4 separate regions of the Mus musculus genome follow, and regions 2, 3 and 4 are each linked to region 1. The links are chromatin contacts, called in public Hi-C, HiChIP or PLAC-seq and promoter capture Hi-C maps. All regions are on one chromosome and are shown on one strand. The core of a region is the stretch at or near the end of the contact, and the rest is flanking DNA. Distances in the headings are between cores, read along the strand shown. Region 1 overlaps Cdc42bpa (CDC42 binding protein kinase alpha). Region 2 has its middle 15 kb from the start of Gm31668. Region 3 overlaps Psen2 (presenilin 2). Region 4 holds the start of Coq8a (coenzyme Q8A).

Region 1 (2,997 bases), core at 387-2,886:
TGTTCTTGTCCCATTAAAATTCCTTTCCAGCTTTCAGTCTCCCATTTTTCTGGTTCTAAGTGTCTACTGAAAACCTTTTCCAAGACCCTCCTTCCAAATCCAAAAACAAAAAAACAAAACAAAACAAAAAAATGTTACTGCTATTCCAACTTCCCCCAAGGACCTGACATGGCACCCTTCTCACAAATGCCATTTCTCCACAAAGCATATTTTAGCATTTCCCTGCTTCTTCTAACTGCCCATTATTTATTTTCTTCTCATGTTTGAAAGTAAATTTTAAAATTCCATATAATGGACTTTATACACAGAGACACAAAAAGTCAGGTTTACAAAGAGAAAAAAAAAATTTTTTTTGTAAGAAAGTTCTAGAAAGCCTCAGACTCCAGGGAAGCAAGAGATTCCAGGAGCCAATGGTGACTTTCGTCAAATACCCAACAAAGGGGAGATACAACCCATAGAGACCACCTCCAGAAGATAGGCACATACACCCCCAGTAGAGGGATGGGGCCATCCATGCATCTCAAAAATTTTAACCCAGAAATATTCCTGTCCAAAGGAAAGACAGGGACAAAAAAAAAGGAACAGAGACGGAAGGCTAGGCTATCCAGAGACCACCCCACCTAGGGATCCATCCTGTCTGCAGACACCAAACCCCCACACTATTGCTGATGCCAAGAAACATTTGCTGACAGGAGCCTGATATAGCTGTTCCTTGAGAGGATCTACCAGCAAGAACCAATACAGATGCAGATACTCACAGGCAACCATCGGACTGAGCCTGGGAACCCCAATGGAAGAGATAGAGGAAGGACTGAAGAAGCTGAAGGGGGTTACAACCCCATAAGAAGAACAATTTCAATTAGCTGGACCACCCAGAGCTCCCAGGGACTAAACCAACTAAAGAGTATACATGGAGGAGCCAGGACTCCAGATACCTATGTAGCAGAGGATGGCCTTATCTGATATCAATGGGAGGGAAGGCAGGTTTGATGCCCCAGCGTGGGGAGATGCTAGAGAGGTGATGCAGGAGTGGGTGAATGGGTGGAGGAGAACCCTCATAGAGGCAAAGGGGAGGGGAGGAGAGGGAGTGGGATGCAGGGGTTGGTGAGGAGTAACCAAGAAGGGGAATTATTATTTGAAATGTAAGTGAATGAAATGATTAATAATAATAAAAAACTCTAATAGATAAATTTAAGTTAACTGGGAAAGTGCTCCAAATTACAAAGTGGAGACCAGTGCCATAAAGTGCCGGTTTCTCTTGCTAATTAATTAGACTATGACCCAAATCAAAAACCAGTAAGTATTGCTTTCATTAGCCAAATGACAGTATGATCATAACCCAGGGAGAAAAAGCAGCACGCTGAGCACCACAGACAGAGGGTACTCTGTTCTCTCCCTCCCTCACACTGCGTACAGCTCCTGGCCAAAACCAGCACATACAAAGGAAACAACAGTGCTGGGCATAAACGCTAGCAAAAAGCTGTCCAGTCTTCCCTTCATCCCAGTGGAGAGGCCGCGCACTTTTGCTCTGTTTTATAAACTCATTCCTGGCCTGCTTCAGTTCCTGTACTCGGTTCTCCCACTGGTTCCTTCCTGTCATCAATTCTCTCACTGATTTCCAAACATGATGATTTCAAAGGACCAGCAAGTGATGACTCACACAGAGGCCATGCGACTGGACCTCTGACTCCAGACACCTTAAATGTAACATGCTCATCATTCCAAGCAATCAGAAGAATCTTCAAGGGGTAAGACCCAAAGTCACTCTACTCCTCTTCTCTCTCTTGTTTAAAAATAGGCGTCAGCCTTCCTCTACCCAACACTCAAGTTACACGTGGGTGAGAAAGCTCTGCCTCTAAAGAAAGCACCCAAGCTCTTACACTCAAAAGGCAAGGGTTGAAAATAGAGATGAGAAATCGCTTTCCTTTCTGTCAATTATTGCCTCACATGGATTAAGGCTGACAAGTGCCCTCTGACAGTTGTTCTGAAGGCTCCTATGTAAACACCACTATGTTGCACTGGCAAGTGGCTGTGTAAGGTTGGCTGAACTGTCAATCCCACTACTGGATACATATACTTTTGAGATCAAAAGCTGGAAACCAAGTTTAGCCTTTTAGAGAAAGTAGCTCAACCTCTTCAGTTTGATCCCACATTAAGTTTAATGGCTTTTAATAGGAGATCCTCATAAAGTTGAACTCCTCAATCTCATGAAATGACAAATATATATTTGAAGGGATAAACCATAAAAAAAAAACAAAAAGACTAATATCAGCTGATGAAAAACAATATTTCAAATAATTCTACAAATCCAGAATGAACAGAACAGGATTAGATGTGAACATCCACCCAACAAAGGCATGACCAGATAGCTACCAAAAAAATCACAAATATCCTAATTCCAGATGCATAGATTCCATCACAAATTATCCTTCCTCTAGAAGCTGGTGCATGTACACACACACACACACACACACACACACACACACACACACACCTTTAACTTCAGATGTTAATATTCATTCATTCATTTTCCTCTCCGCCCTGCCCCGCCCTGCCCCTCCCCTCCCCTCCTCTCTCTCTCTCTCTCTCTCTCCCCCCCCAAAGTCTACTAAGCAGATTTATAATAGTCACAGATTATGAACCCATAAGCAACAACAACAAACAAACAAACAACAGCATACCTAAGCACCAGTAAATGATAGCACTGATGCTACTGGTGTTTCTAAGACCTGTGACACTCAACACTTCTGTGTCGGTGCTTTTGAAACACATGGTAAATTGGGGTGAACTACAGTCACCCTAATGCAGTACAGACTTGCCCCTACCCAACCATATTTGGTTCTCATTATCTAAGCTAACCTTTCTCTACCCTCCTGTCATCCTCCCATTTTAATGACTGCTATATCTTCCCTTTCCCTCTCCTCGTTTCCCTTCTTCTTTCCCATTCTATGAATGCAAACCATTTTAGCTTCCACAAGTGACTGAAAACAGTTAGTC
Region 2 (2,923 bases), core at 270-2,769, 160 kb after region 1:
AGATAAAGCTGAAGAGTTGCCATGGTCCCAAAACACCAAGAGCTGATGTGAGATGGTCATCTGAAGGGGAAACATGTATCTGGTACATTGCAGAGGTGAGAGGAAGGTATACTGGTTAGATATTTGTCAACTTGACCAAAGTCTAGTCATCTGAGGGCAGGAGACCTCAATTGAGAAAATGCCTCCTATGATCGACCTGTAGGCAAGCCTGAAGAGCATTTTCCTTATTTGTGATGAACAGGGAGGGTCCAGCCTGTTGTGGGTGGTGCCATCCCTGTGCTGGTGGCTCTGGGTTCTATAAGAAAGCAGGCTGAGCAAGCCATGGGAAGCAAGTCAGTAAGCAGTATGTCCTCCGTGGTCAAGAGGAGCATCAGCTCCTGACTCCAGGTTCCTTCTCTGTCTGACTTGCTGTCCTGGCGTCCTTCTGTGGTGGCTTATGGTATGGACATGTAAGCCCAATAAACCCTTTCTTCTTGGGTTGATTTTTGGTCACTGTGTTTTGACAATAGAAACCCTGGATAAGACAGAAGGGAAGGGGTTGGAGAGATGGTTCAGCAGGTAAGAGCACTGACTGTTCTTCCAAAGATCCTGAGTTCAAATCCCAGCAACCACATGGTGGCTCACAACAACCATTGGTAATGAGATCGGACACCTTCTTCTGGTGTGTCTGAAGTCAGCTACAGTGTACTTATGTATAATAATAAATAAATCTTTGGGCTGGAGTGAGCAGGGACTGAGCAAACGGGACCGACTGGAATGATCAGAGGTCATACTGGAATGATCAGAGGTCATAAAAAATTCAACTCCCAACAACCACATGAAGGCTTACAACCATCTGTACAGCTCCAGTGTACTCACATACAATAAATAAATAAATAAATAAATAAATAAATAAATCTTAAAAAAAAAAAAGACAGAAGGGAATCAAATAACCTAGCAAAGGATAGTGGCAGGGCTGGGGCACATTTTCATTTAATAAAATGCATAATATGGACCCAGTTATATAAAGGTATATTGATATACAGGAAGAAATAAAATACTGCACATGGAAATGGCAGCAGGGCATAGTGGTGCACACTTGCAGTACCAGCACCTGAGCAGTGAGGGTAGGAGGTTGATTAGTTCAGAATCACTCTTTGAGCTACATCCAGTTCAAGGTCAGCCTAGGCTACATGAGACTCTGGCTCCAAAAAAAAAAAAAACCCAAGACTTTTATAATGACATCAGTAAACATGCCAACTCAGATAGGACAAACATCAAAAAGCCCATCCCTAGATGGAGAGCTACAGGCCACTGATGGGGTACAGGGTGTTCTCAAAGGACCCATAGTGACTTGCGGTCCTGCTAGATCAATTGGCTCAGGAGTCTGGCAGCCTCTGAGTTTTCTACACTCTGATTTCCTAGCAGGGCCAGGCCCCAGGCAAACACAAAACAAAACAAAACAAAAACAGAGTCCCCAAAGGCCTAACAGAAAGGACAATAGCATGATGTAAGAGGGTCACTTAGCAGCCAGTGACTCAGCGTTTCTGCCCCATCAACACCAGCTGTACCCTGCGGTGCTGACAGTGGCCTAGGCTGGGCATGGAAAAACAAAACGGACAGACAGACAGACAGACACACACACACACACACACACACACACACACACACACACACACACACACACCACTGCAAACATCACATTGTCTGAAGAGTGGCAAACAGTCTGACAGCTGAACAATGTATGGACACTGGGCCTTAATTCAGTCTTGGTTAACATCTTTCATCAGGTTCCCTATGAGGGGGCCACTGATGGGAGACCTTAGCTCTCCAGACTGGAGCTGTTATCTGCCTCCAGGCTCTATGCCCTGTTAATTCTCCTGACTCTCCATCGTTCTTTCCAAAATACCACAGGGTGAAATTTGGTTAGTGTGGTAGATGTCAGAAGAGGGTTCTCAGGGCTTGGGAGGAAATTCCCAGCCTTTGTGAGTCACAGGAGGGCCTGGGAGAGTTCTGTACCGGCTACAGAAGAGAATGGGAGACAGTGCCACAAGTAGTCACTGTCTGTAAATGTGTGTCTTATTAAAAGATGGTGTCCACAGGACTGGCACTGTTTTCCCCAGCGTCTCTGCTCCCCCTGGACCCAAGGCAAGGAGCTGTTCAGATCAGGCTGCTCCTGGGAGGGTCATCAACTACCACCAACCACCAAATCCACCTTTTTATCCAGCCTCACTCACTGAATGCGGCCCAAGCAAATGTATCTTGTCACCCACAGCTACTTTGAGAACTAGCTATGAGGAAAGTTCTTCACTTTAAAACTCAAGGCGAAATAGCTGTTTGTAAAGGTGATTGATTGCCTGATGACCTGATCCTATGGTAGAAGGTAAGAACCAACTTCCAAAACCTGGCCTCTGATCTCAACACAATGATGATGATGATGATGACGACGACGATGGTGGTGGTGGTGGTGGTGGTCCTGCTGCTGCTGCTTCTGCTGCTGCTAGTGGTGGTGGTGGTGGTGGTGGTAATGATAATGATAATTTAACTCTAAGAACTCCAGGGCCTGGAGAGATGACTCAGCAGTTAAGAGCACTTACTCTTGCAGAGGACCAGGGATTCAGTTACCAGCACTCACATGACAGCTCACAACTCTAGTTCCAGGGGTCTGATTCCCTCTTCTGTCCTCCCCAGGCAGGAGACATATATATGATGCATATGCATACATACAGACAAAACACTCATGCACATAAAATAAGGGAAAAAGCCTCCAGGGACTTCAGAATTTTCTTGTTCACTGTGAGGTATCAATCAGACCATTGCATGGACATTTAATTTATACATATATACACACATGTGTTTTTATAGTGGCTCTAAAGATGGCCTTACTAGGCAAGCCTCTACCACTGACCTTTACCGCAAAGCTGTGTGGACATTTCCAATCTCA
Region 3 (3,030 bases), core at 456-2,955, 210 kb before region 1:
TGATATGGGCGAGCCTTGAGGACCCTGGGATAAGTGAATTGAGCTATCGACAAAAGGACAGGCATGGTGTGATTAAGGAGGCAGCAAGAGGAGGCAAAGTCACAGACGTAAAATAGAGTGGGTGCTTGATACAGTGGCCGAGGCAGGGAGGGACCATCAGTGAGCTTGGATTCCCATCTTGTAAGGTTTAGAGCTGGGTTTTTTTTCGCAGATCTGAATACACAGGGATGCAGGCACTGCATTTAAAAGTGTTTAGTTTGGGTGTGCATACGTGTCTGTATGAGCATACGATCATGCATACACCCCATGTACAGAGGCCAGAAGGAAGACATCCGCTCCCTCAGAGCTAGTATGAGAGGCATTTACAGGGCCACTGGCTTGTTAAAGGGCACAGGAGTGTGAGCCCTGCTTCTCATGATTGAGCAGCAAGTGCTCTCAGCCACCGAGCCAGCTCTTCAGCCTCAGGACTGAAAATCATTTCCTTTTTTTAAAAAATTGGTTGTTTTATTAATTTACATTTCAAATGCCCCCCTTCCCGGTTTCCCCTCCTCAAACCCCACCATTCCATCCCACCTCCCCTTGCCTCTATGAGGGTGCTCCCTACCCACCCACCCACTCCCGCCTCACTGCTCTAGCATCCCCCTATGCTGGGGCATTGAGCTTCCACAGAGCCAAGAGCTTCTCCTCCCACTGATGTCAGATAAGGCCATCCTCTGCTACATATGCAGCTGGAGCCCATAGGTCCCTTCATGTGTACTCTTGGTTGGTAGTTTAGTCCCTGGGAGCTCTGGGGGGGGGTCTGGTTAGTTGACATTGTTGTTCTTCCTATGGGGTTGCAAACCCCTTCATCTCCTCCAAGGACTGAATTTTTAAAAACTTGTTTTGAAAAGATTTGCCCTGCAAATGTTAGTTTGCCTGCAGTACCCATGGAGGCCACAAGAGGGCATTGGATTCCCGTTGAATTGAAGTTACAGACTCTTGTGAGCTGCCATGTGGGTGCTGGGAAGTGAACCCAGGACCTCTTCAAGCGGTTTTTAACCACAGCCCTCTCTCTAACCCCTATGGTTACATTTTTATGTTGCACTTCCTTTTAAAGACAATCTAGGTTCTAGCTGCAGTGGCCTGAGGACAGACAGGCTTTTAGGTTTCTTCTGCCTTTTGACAGTCTTGATTGAAGGAGGGCAGCTGTAACTGTAACCAAAGGCAGCATTTTAAGTTCAGAAAAATCCCATGAAAGAATTTGGCAAGCAAGAGTAGTAGTTATAGTAGTAGTAGACAGGGCTCTAAAGGAAGGGTGGAGGGGTTCAACCGGTCAGTGTGAAAGCTGGAGACAGGTTTGTCTCCTAGAACACGGAGACACCAAAGTAGTTCTAGACGACAAAGATTATTTCTTACTTGGAGGCAGTGACGTTCCTGGACAGTGAGCAGACCGAAATTACTGTTGAAATGGTGCCACAAGAGCTATTTCATCATGTAAACAATTTCCACGCCTCCCTTTTTGTAATAAACTGAAGCCTGAAAAATAAGACACGTTTTTAAAGATGCAGTTCACCAAGCCGCTCACTGAGCACCATTATTGCCAGTGTTGCTTGAGAGGATTGCAAAAGGACAAAGGTGAAATGTCAGTCCCCACCTAGCCAGTGTCCCTGAACTTCACCCTCCCCTCCCCCTGACCCCCAGCCTCGATCAGCCAAGCCTGAGCACAGCCTCGGGACAGAGGTGCTCTGCAGGCTTTCTGGGGACATAGATAGCCCGGCTCCACTTCCTCCAGGTCAGTACTACCTGAGGCATTGTGTCCCTTTGCTCTTCCTGTAGCTGCCATGGTGTGGACGGTGGGCATGGCAAAGCTGGACCCCTCCTCTCAAGGAGCGCTGCAGCTCCCCTATGACCCAGAGATGGGTGAGTATGGGGTTCACAGCCATGTCCAGGGAACGCCTTGACTGCACCTTGCTTGGCAGGTCCCTCTGTGAATTAAGGTTCAGCATGGCAGAGTGGCACTGCCTGACGGCCAGACTCTGACACCTGTCTCAGAGAGGGAGTGAGGGGTAGATTGCCCCTCCCGAGCCTTAGTTTCCCACCTCAGTTTTGCTGGATGTTGGTGGTGGGCAGTTCCGGGGAGCCTTGACATGGGAGGGACCTGGCGAATCTTCTGGATTTTTGTACCATCTGACCAGCCTTTGTCTCTCCCTGCCACTCTTCATGCTATATGATGACGGTGGCGATGACGGCGGCCCTTTGTTCCTGGACACTTAGAAGAAGACTCCTACGACAGTTTTGGAGAACCCTCATACCCTGAAGCCTTCGAAGCCCCCCTGCCTGGCTACCCAGGGGAGGAGCTGGAGGAGGAGGAGGAAAGTAAGGTGCCCGCGTTCAGATGGCCTGCTTCACAAGTTTATTTAAAAATACCTTTAGTCAGATGCTATGCCAAACTGCACCGCAGCCTGCAGTCCCAGTGGTCTCTCCTAACCAAGTGACTCCCTGAGGTACCAGGCTTCTGCCTAGGCTGCCAGTCACTCAGTCCGTGGTCCCATCCCCACACCCCGATGCCCCCAGACTTTTTCTAGGAAGTCCATCTTGTCGCTAGTCTGCAATACTGCATACTGCAGCTGAGGGAATCTCTCATCACGACACTCTTGCTGGGTCGCTTGGCTCAAGTCCTGGCCCCTCACTTCCTTTTTTTTTTTCTTTTTTTTTTTTTTTTTTCTTTCTTTTGCCTGCTTCCTGCCGAGGTTTCCTATCAGTTGGATTGGACAGGGACCACTTTCTCTTCTCCACACAGGGGGCGTGAAGCTCGGCCTGGGAGACTTCATCTTCTACAGCGTCCTGGTGGGCAAGGCTGCAGCCACTGGCAACGGAGACTGGAACACTACGCTGGCCTGTTTTATCGCCATCCTCATTGTGAGTGGGCTGTGTGGTGGGTGTGGGCACTCGTGGGTCATTTATTGTTGCTGTCTCCCCTCTTAGGGCAAAGGCATCGAGGGGAGGGGTGTCCAAGGTGTGCTCCCTCCTGAGAGAGAGCACCCGGGATGG
Region 4 (2,923 bases), core at 417-2,916, 170 kb before region 1:
GAGAATGATGTGCCCCAAAATAGAGACACAAGGAAACAATAAGAATAATAAGATGTGTTGGGGTTGAAACCCACGGTGAGTGAAGTGACTAGTTTACCTGTGGAGCCGAGCAGGCTGGGGAAAGACCACCCCTGGAAATAAGTCCATGGACATTATCCCAGCTTGGAAAAGAAGGAAAATGAATAGAGCGTCAACCCCAGGGACTAACACCAAGGATAGGAGTACAGACAGTGGGAGTCTTGGAGAAATAAGCCTGGGCAGAGAGACTCAAGAAATAATGGCAGAGCCCATCTCAGTTTTGATCAGACTAGCAATCTGCATGCTTAAAGCCTGTATTTTAAACAGAAAAGCCTTAGCTTTCTATAATGCAGCAAAATACTCAAGATAACCAACTTAGAAATAGGAAAGATTTATTTAGGCCTTGGTCCATTGGGCTGTGACTTTGGGGTCTCTCATGAAGCAGCAAGTCATGGTAGGATGGTGTAGTGGGCAGAGCTGCTCACCTCATGGTAGCTGTTGGCTTCTCATGGGAGCAGAGAAGGCTCCCAGGTCCTAATATTCCCTATAAAGTCACAACCTCAGTGATGTGACTTTCTTTCATCAGGCCATACTTCCTAAATGTTTGACAGCCTCCCTATGCCTACTTCCCTTTGGGACCAAAGTGGTCTTTGAGGAAAAAATATTCAAGATCCGAACTATCGAAGCCTTATTAGATTGATTTTGTGGAGAAGGATGGAAAAAGAAGTGGAGACAGTAAGCATAGAGAATACTTTCAGAGTTTTTGTTTTGTTTTGTTTGAAACATGGTCCAAATCATATCAATCTGTCGAAAAACGGAAAATAAACCATGGGAGAAGCGAGCGATTGTCTTAGGTTCGTTAGAGGGAAGCTGGCCTAGCATTGCTGGGCGAAAGGGCTGAGCTGGCACGGAAGCATCTTGGAAAGGCCCCAAGGCTAGGTATTTTCTCCCATTTGGTACAAAGGTGGCATGGACCTGTCGCAACCCTATCTTTTCTGGGTCAGCAGTCCCTTAGGGATGTTGTGGGTCAATGTTGTGTGTGTTGAGTGCACTCCTCAGGGCTGTTTTTCACCTTGGAAAAGGATTGTTTTTTTATTGGCGCTCATAATAAGCAAGCACAATTAGTCTAAATACAGAGCTGAAGGGTATAGAACTTTGGTGTCAGCGCCATAACACTTCCCTAGGCCAAGTGCTTTTGGAGGAACCCAGGCAGAAGCCTCATCACATGGCAAAAAACCAAACCAAACCAAACCAAACCAAAAAACCAACCCGGGCCTAGTCTAGGTCCTGGGGCGGGGGCCTGGGGGGTTCCTCTGTGGTCCCATCAAAACTTCTGAGGTCTTCCCGGCCCGACCCCTAGGAAGCTGAGCTAGCGTCGGTACCCAGGCGACCCTCACGTGGCTGCCAGGTGAACGCTTGTCAATCTTCAGAACGCAGGCGCAGAACAACTGCAGGCTTTTTTCCCTGCCCGGGAGAAAAGACAGCTAACAGGCAGATTAGGGACCGCGGCCTTCAAGGGCGGCCTCTCATTGGTTGCTTTTATTCCACCCTCAGTCCCTATTGGCTGTGAGCTGCGCACGCGGTAAGCACGCTCCCACTGCGTCCTGTGGCATCGGGGCAGCTAACAAACAGCGGCTCAGCCAATGGGAGGGCTCGGAGGCGGGGCAAGCGGAGCGCGGCGTGCGCACCCGGGCTAGAAGGTAAACAGAAGCGGAGAGTGTGCGGAGCGCTCGCAGCGGGGCGAGCGCGCGGAGGCGTTGCGTTGCGGACGGAGGAGCTACCTTCCTGCAGCCCGGTAAGGCTGTCGCCTGCCGGCCCGCTGCTAACCTCAGCACCCCGGGGTCCCTTCTTATACTTTCAAGTGACAGTGCGGCCTGCGTACGGTGCAGCCCTTTCCCGACCCGGGTCTGGCTCAGCGAGCAGAGGGTTGCTTGTGGCCTCTGCGTCGTCCACGCACGTGGCTGCCTTTCTCCCAATAATGTTCTGAACTCTCAGACCCTCGAACTGTGTGCTCTGGCTGCAGTTTGTGTCAGAACTACAACTTCTAAGCCCGAGCCAGCTGTTGGGTTTCACGGCTGGGGTGAAGTCTGGGAAGAAGTCCCTTCCTTGTTCCTTTTTCTTCGTTTCTTTTTGGTCCGTCCTCTTGTTTTTCCCAGACACTGATGGCCACACTACCAGTTTTGACAGCTCCTGCACTCTCTTGCACAGAAGCTGTCACATAACTCAACCAAGCCACCTTCAGAGTGTGAGGGGACAGAGGGAGAACGCTGTAGGGGCGGGTCTGGGTTCTGGGACCCTTCATTGGCTAGGCAGCCTGAAGGGGCAGAGGCTGTGTGCAGACATCCAATCTGGGTTGGGCTTGCAGCACTGTAGAAAATTGATTTAGGCTCACTTGGACTTGGTGTCTGTGGAACGGGACTCTGGAGCTGGGGTGTGTCAGGCCAACCTTCTTGCCGGAGGATTTGGACTAGTGATCATGACAGACATCCAGTTGTGCTGTGGCTGGCGGCCATGCTGGCAGGGAGGTTGTTGGGAAACATTTGGAGTGAGGAAGGCACTTCTGAGAAGAGGCTAGAGGGGTTTGTTGGCTTACAAGAGCAGTGTCTGTACGACTCCGAGGGTAGCTTTGGATGCTATATTTAGCCTTGTGAATAATGAAGACAGCTGAATTGTGACCACTTGTGGACCAGGTGACACAAAGCAAAAGCGAGGCAGGCAATCTGTGCATTCTCTGAGCTAATGAACCACCTGAGACAGAACTTCCCAACTCCAGACTATTAACATGTTGGACCTAATCTTGTTTACTGTGCCTGCTTATCTTATGCAGGGTGTGTAGCTGAATCCCTGGCTTGTACTACTAGACAAATAGTGACACCCCCACGGCCACCCAATCCCACCAATTGTG

The links. Promoter capture Hi-C pulls out the DNA fragments that hold promoters and counts their contacts. A called contact is a pair of places that touch in the nucleus more often than the background predicts. HiChIP or PLAC-seq counts read pairs in DNA pulled down with a chosen protein or histone mark.
Region 2: an H3K27ac HiChIP or PLAC-seq map of neural progenitor cells shows a contact between it and region 1, with 4 times the contacts expected there. The contact joins two enhancer-like sites. A contact is called at or near these places in 9 of 484 Hi-C or Micro-C datasets (the CH12 cell line, the HL-1 cell line, MC3T3-E1-derived osteoblasts and 5 more), 6 of 115 datasets of contacts at active chromatin or transcription factors (embryonic stem cells, neural progenitor cells and trophoblast stem cells) and 1 of 9 other capture datasets (embryonic stem cells).
Region 3: a contact with region 1 is called in a Hi-C map of liver, with 3 times the contacts expected there. The contact joins two enhancer-like sites. A contact is called at or near these places in 6 of 484 Hi-C or Micro-C datasets (the G1E-ER4 cell line, embryonic stem cells, liver and 2 more), 1 of 115 datasets of contacts at active chromatin or transcription factors (large pre-B cells) and 1 of 9 other capture datasets (embryonic stem cells).
Region 4: a promoter capture Hi-C map of liver shows a contact between it and region 1, with 2.0 times the contacts expected there. The contact joins the promoter of Coq8a here to the enhancer-like site in region 1. A contact is called at or near these places in 8 of 39 promoter capture datasets (3T3-L1-derived adipocytes, embryonic stem cells, fetal liver and 3 more) and 1 of 484 Hi-C or Micro-C datasets (liver).

What each region holds. Positions count from the first base shown.
Region 1 is chr1:180,020,515-180,023,511 of GRCm38.p6, reverse strand. All of the region lies in intron 2 of Cdc42bpa (CDC42 binding protein kinase alpha), which reads right to left. Among named protein-coding and RNA genes, the nearest start is that of Cdc42bpa, 61 kb to the right of the region's middle. Within about 2 kb of position 1,636, at least 59 of the 459 cell types and tissues checked have an H3K27ac peak or open chromatin away from gene starts, as enhancers often do. A contact at or near this core is called in the HL-1 cell line, liver, neural progenitor cells and 1 more, where this site is marked.
Region 2 is chr1:179,862,132-179,865,054 of GRCm38.p6, reverse strand. No RefSeq gene overlaps it. Among named protein-coding and RNA genes, the nearest start is that of Gm31668, 15 kb to the left of the region's middle. Within about 2 kb of position 1,519, at least 83 of the 459 cell types and tissues checked have an H3K27ac peak or open chromatin away from gene starts, as enhancers often do. A contact at or near this core is called in the HL-1 cell line, neural progenitor cells and trophoblast stem cells, where this site is marked.
Region 3 is chr1:180,228,711-180,231,740 of GRCm38.p6, reverse strand. It overlaps Psen2 (presenilin 2), which reads left to right. Exons shown (of 11, transcript NM_001128605.1): 8 at 1,816-1,899; 9 at 2,254-2,355; 10 at 2,780-2,898. Among named protein-coding and RNA genes, the nearest start is that of Gm37336, 7.8 kb to the right of the region's middle. Within about 2 kb of position 1,705, at least 5 of the 459 cell types and tissues checked have an H3K27ac peak or open chromatin away from gene starts, as enhancers often do. A contact at or near this core is called in liver, where this site is marked.
Region 4 is chr1:180,194,763-180,197,685 of GRCm38.p6, reverse strand. Coq8a (coenzyme Q8A) reads left to right here and starts at 1,666. Exons shown (of 15, transcript NM_023341.3): 1 at 1,666-1,813.